Linked DNA regions of Sus scrofa: region 1 is linked to region 2. The links are chromatin contacts, called in public Hi-C maps. All regions are on one chromosome and are shown on one strand. Each heading gives the region's core, a stretch centred on a gene start, on an enhancer-like site or on the middle of the called end of the contact. The rest is flanking DNA. Distances are from core to core; before and after follow the strand shown. Region 1 has its middle 36 kb from the start of ZFP36L1. Region 2 overlaps RAD51B (DNA repair protein RAD51 homolog 2).

What was found. A called contact is a pair of places that touch in the nucleus more often than the background predicts.
Region 1: a contact with region 2 is called in a Hi-C map of skeletal muscle, with 7 times the contacts expected there. The contact joins two enhancer-like sites. A contact is called at or near these places in 1 of 5 promoter capture datasets (liver), 22 of 47 Hi-C or Micro-C datasets (adipose tissue, blood, fetal heart ventricle and 9 more) and 1 of 2 datasets of contacts at active chromatin or transcription factors (skeletal muscle).

The regions. Positions count from the first base shown.
Region 1 is chr7:92,530,216-92,532,915 of Sscrofa11.1, forward strand. No RefSeq gene overlaps it. Among named protein-coding and RNA genes, the nearest start is that of ZFP36L1, 36 kb to the left of the region's middle. Within about 2 kb of position 1,411, at least 20 of the 83 cell types and tissues checked have an H3K27ac peak or open chromatin away from gene starts, as enhancers often do. A contact at or near this core is called in adipose tissue, fetal skeletal muscle, omental adipose tissue and 1 more, where this site is marked.
Region 2 is chr7:91,674,308-91,677,007 of Sscrofa11.1, forward strand. The region is part of intron 8 of RAD51B (DNA repair protein RAD51 homolog 2); the gene reads left to right. Among named protein-coding and RNA genes, the nearest start is that of RAD51B, 83 kb to the left of the region's middle. Within about 2 kb of position 1,259, at least 25 of the 83 cell types and tissues checked have an H3K27ac peak or open chromatin away from gene starts, as enhancers often do. A contact at or near this core is called in adipose tissue, fetal skeletal muscle, omental adipose tissue and 1 more, where this site is marked.

The DNA of each region.
Region 1 (2,700 bases), core at 161-2,660, 860 kb after region 2:
ATTAAACGCCCTGCGAAATTGCTTTATTTTTGTCATCTGGCACTTCCGCCTCTTTTCCTTTGCTCCCGTGGTTCCCCCTCCAGCCTACGCTGCCTGCCCACCCCAGGACTGGTCCTCTCAGTAGCCATCCCTAGCCTGCCTTTCCCCAGCCCTCCTCTTCCAGCAAATGACAACTAATAATAATGATGACGAAAAAGGACAGCATCGGCAATCACCAGGGACACTTACTAGATGCTAGGGGCTGTGCTACAAGCTTCACATGCACTGTTTTGTGCTTAACCCTTTTAACAGCCCTGTGAGGTTGATTTTAACACTGTTCCCATTTTAGGAGTTCCCATTGCGGCTCAGCAGTAGGGAGCTCAATTACTATCCATGAGGTGGCAGATTCAATCCCTGGCCCTGCTCAGTGGGTGTTGGTGGATCTGGCATTGCTGTGGCTGCAGGGTAGGCGGGTAGTTGCAGCTCCCATTCAACCTCTAGCCTGGGAGCTTCCATATGCCTCGGGTGCGGCCCTTAAAAAAGAAAAAAATACTGTTCCCATTTTACAGATGAGGAAAATGAGGTATAGAGAGGTTCTGTATTTGCCCCAAATCAAATGGTCTTGGCCATCTGGATGCTTCCTTTGGCTCCAATTACTGGCAGCCTTATGGTAACAGCTGTTGCGTCTGCATGTGCACACTCTCGCACAATTGTTTGTTTTCTCTTTCCACTGAGAGCACACTGTCCTTGAGAGTAAGGACAGGATAATTCTCTCTCTCCCTCCTCCCCAGCCCCTCGCCCTCTATCAGAGCCTTTGCCAAACTAGGGCCTCTTGTTCAAAGCAGGGCACAACACAGAACCCAAGCAAGCCCCAGCCTCATCCGTAATGGAGCCATCATGTCCCACTCTTCCCTCCCACAGGGCTCTGGCCAGGGTGCCCCCCCACCCCACTCCTGGCTCTCCCCCCTATGGCCCCTGAGAGCTGCCTCCTTAAACTCCCCCCCACCCCAGGGGGCCTCCCAGGCCATCCCCGCTGGCTGATCTCATCTCTGCTCCCACACCCTTCCATTCTTCCCTCCCATCCCAGGGTGTCCAGAGTCTAAACCAGCCGGCTGTGGGGCTAGCCCCCATCTGGAGGAGACCCCACCAAAGGCTGCTCTGCTCCCACCCCAAACACTACCCCCTGCACCGCAAGGGACGGCTGCTGTCAGAGCAGGGTCCAGGCCCAGCTCATCACAGCGGTGTCAGCGGCATTTTTTCACAGTGAGTGGATAGGAAGGGGTCTCCAGGGCTAGCCTGAGGTCTGAGCAGAGCTCGGCTGGCAGGTCCCGGCCTGCTGCCCCACCCCAAGTAATCTTGCACTACTCAGTATCTCCATCACCGTCCAGCCTGGGTCCTGAGGCATTTCCCACTCGGAGCGGTCAGCTTGGCCGGCAGTTCCCAGCCCTCCCAGCACCCGCTTCCTCCTCCCACAAGGTTTCTCTCCTCCAAGACCTCTTAGGGAGTAGATTTTACTTTCCCAGACAAGTTCAGCGATGCAATTTCTCCTCCTAAGAGGTTAGGCTAATTGCTCTTCCCAGAAGAAAATCCTCCGAGGTTTTCCTTGCGGCTAGGTAGGAGGTTTGAAAATTACACCTTCAGGGCATCTTCGGGTTTCTAAATTAAGTCCCGCTCTCGGGGGAGCGGCCACTGGGGAGCACCAGCGCCATCTGCTGGCGCAAAGCAGGATTCCTGGAGCGGATCCCGCACAGCGGCTCTGTGCACAGGCGGGCTCAGCCCTTCCCCGTCAGCTTCGATTATTCTGATGTTAAAAGCTCCGTCACGACATTTATCGTCCCCCGCATATATTAATTGTGTGATTTCCAGGGATGGAGAGACTTAAGTACCAGACGCAAATGTATCAAGATGTATACATTAAATACCTACAGTTTTTCTCAATCAGAACTCAATAAAGCAGTTTTTAGGGGGTGGGTTTTTTTTTTTTTTTTTCTTTTGGTCTTTTCAGGGCCACACCCGCAACATATGGCGGTTCCCAGGCTAGGGGTCTAATCAGAGCTGTAGCTGCCAACCTACACCACAGCCACAGCAATGCCAGCCAGATCTGAGCAGCTCTGCAACCTACACCACAGCTCACAGCAACGCCGGATCCTTAATCCACTGAGCAAGGCCAGGGATCGAACCTACGTCCTCATGGATGCTAGTCAGATTCGTTTTCACTGAGCCACGATGGGAACTTCAAAGCAGGTTGGTTTGTTTTTAAAGTACGAGACACACTGTATATATTAGGCACTGAAAAGTGTATGTATTTCTCTATACACAGATACAAATATACTGCGACATCTAATTAACAATGATCTCTGTCCCTTCTTGTACCAAATCAGATTAGGCAGCTATTATACTATTAGAGTATCTTAAACCATCTTTAAACAAATGGGCTCTCTCAGACATTAAGATGGGAAGCTAAATTAGAAATAATTTTCAGTCTATCAAATTATAAAAGCACATACTCAACCAGTGCAGCAATCCCATTACTGGCAATGAACCCTGCAGACATATCCACATTCACTGGTGCAGAGGAACGAATCCACAGGGACGTCCTCTGCAGCCTCCTTAACACTGGGAACCACCAGGAGGGCACTGGTTAAATAATAAATGATGGCACAACCATGGAATGGAAACTACAGAGCCATTGAAAAGGAGGAGGGAGATGATACCTCGAAT
Region 2 (2,700 bases), core at 9-2,508:
ATTCTGTCTGCACTGGCCAGCCAGACATTTAAGTATTCATTACTTGTGCGTGTGTGTGTGTGTGTGTGTGTGTGTGTGTGTGTGTATTTAATGATGTTTGTGCATGGGATGTTTGTGCTAGGGATTTTGAAATACTGGAAGGGTTTTCCTATTTGCTGGGTGGTTTTAGAATTGAAAGCCATCAGTAGGAAAAAAGAAACAAAGAAAAATATTCTTCTTTCATCTATGTCCCATATTATACAAGTGTTAACTGAAAATAGCACCGATTTTCTGGGAAAGGCTGTGACTGAGACTTTTCTCACCCTTTACCCCTACTCCCCAATTCATGTTTCCTTTTTGCAATGTGGTCATGTGCTTGCCCAAGTCTGGCTTATGAACCGTGTAGAATATTTATGCAGTTTTGTTTTTTAAGTCCTACACTGTGCACATGATGCAGTATTTAATTTGGAATGGGCTCTGAGTTTAGTCACACGTGCTTCTTATGGTGTTTATCTTGGAATCCACAAGTAGGAGGGAAGTACTTTTGCATTTTATACATCTGGACATTGTTCATGATCCTCTTGTGACTTGGGAATTCTGTGTGGGGCAAAATCCAAAGAACAGTATTAAAAATAACGTGGAGTTATAATGACATCTGAGTGAAAAACCATGAGAATACCCTTCTGATCCCAGCAGAGTTTGATTTTGATGTGAATTTTTTCAGTTGTGTGTTTTACTGCTGGCCTGAGTAGATTGCTGGGATTAAGGTTACCTGACACCCTTGCAAGGAGGCTAAGGGGCTGCCAGACTTTCTTAAAGTGTATAGCAGATTTAGCTTTTTGGGGGGAGGAGGAGATTTTGGCCTTGATTTTGCATGAGCTAAGATAGGTGAAGTAAATTCTGCTTACTGTGCTGTGCCTCTGCCACTCTCTTGCACCATAAGCATCTTAAGATGATAAGATGATGATGACCTGTGAAGGTCTTTCCCTTCATTCCCTTGATCCTGCCCCAATCCATTCAGTTTAGAGCTAAAGGTTGATCCTAAGAACACTTCAGGGGCTGTATCAGGACTGAGGAAGGGCGGGCGTCTAGTAACCCTGTCTATCCCCTGATTACCTTTGAGATGTTGTTTCAAATAGGATTGGACAGGTATAGTACAGTACCTCCTTTTGGCTAGGATTCTGCTGGAATGGAAAAAGTGAGATGGGATGTACAGAAGCCTTGCTGCTCGATGAGTGAGTTTGCATATGGACAGTATTGCTTTTTGGCTCCAACCTAGTTTTCTTTCATTCCCATGTCTCATCTTTTATGCAGCTGCAGAGAGCAGGCTGGGAAAGCAGAATGAAAGCTTCAAACAGATTTGCACTTGAATAAAAGAAAGAATGATTTCTCTTAGAGCACAGACCCAATTGAGGAGGAAGCTGTTTGCTTTTTCACTTTCCGAGTAAGGACTGTTTGCTTTTTCCCCTTCAATTGTAATAAAAAGGGGAAAGAGCTAATAAAGTAGTTAGACCTGCTAGTTATATCTGATAGAGAATTTTCAAATGTGCTTAATAAGGCTTCTCCTATGATTATAAAAGAAGTAAATAGTTGGAGGGCAAAAGTCGAAATTCAGTTGAGGTTTTAGAATCAGTTGAATATGAAGTGGTTTGAGTGCTTGGATAAGACTGCTCAAGTAGAAGCTGTTTCTCTTTGCTGGTTTCTTTGGCCTTTCCTTTGGGAACTTTTCCCCTTTACTTTCGTAACGCATTTTGCAACTTTCAGTTAAAAAATATCCATCAAAGTTTAAACTTTTAGCAAATAAACACATCTCGATCCTCTGATGGGAATCACAACATAGCAGAGAATGGCTTGGCTTCAAGCTGGAGAGAGGTTAATAGTAGGACTCCAAGGATTGATACCAAGATCATGCTTGTTTAATGTTTTAATGACTCCAAACGGAAATGGTGAAATCTGCTGATGACACCAAATTGTTTTTGCTGATCCAAACAGGGATTTCTGGGAAGCTTCTTCATAGTATTTGGAAGAGTGGAAGAATTGGGCAATGTGGTAGCAGACACACCAAACTTGAAGTGAAGGTTTATGTGAAGTAGCAGGAATAACACCAGTACATTGAAGTTACAAAGACTGCCAGGTCTTCCAAGAGGAAGACTGTGGCATCCCCTATAAAGGACTTGGCTTTGATTCTTCTTGTGAAAGGAAGATTTAGGACAAAGAACATTTTGATATATAGAAGAGGAAAACTACTGTGGGGATAGTAGTAATTTCCAAGTGATGTCAAAGTTTCTTTGCTAATGCCAGCAGTGGTATAGCCAAATAAATGCTGTTTCCCTCAAATGGTCATGGAAGATTATATAGTCATTTTATGCACTTTTTTGGGGGGGCGGGGATAGCTCCTCCTTCCGACTGTTTTCTAGGGTGGCATGTCTTTATTTTTTAGGTTATTTTAGATTTTTTTGTGTAGCCACTGGTCACTTAGAACAAAGTATGGGAGTAAGATGAATGATCAAACTCGATAAATTTTAAATATAAGTTAAAGAGGCGAAACTAATTTTCTTTTGTTGCTTCAAAATTTTCTGGGGAAAATTATCAATGAGAAAATGCAAAAATAGGGAGTTTCCATCGTAAACCACAATGGTAACAAACCTGACTCTTATCCATGAGGATGTGGGTTCGATCCCTGGCCTTGCTCAGAGGTTAAAGATCTGGCATTGCCATGAG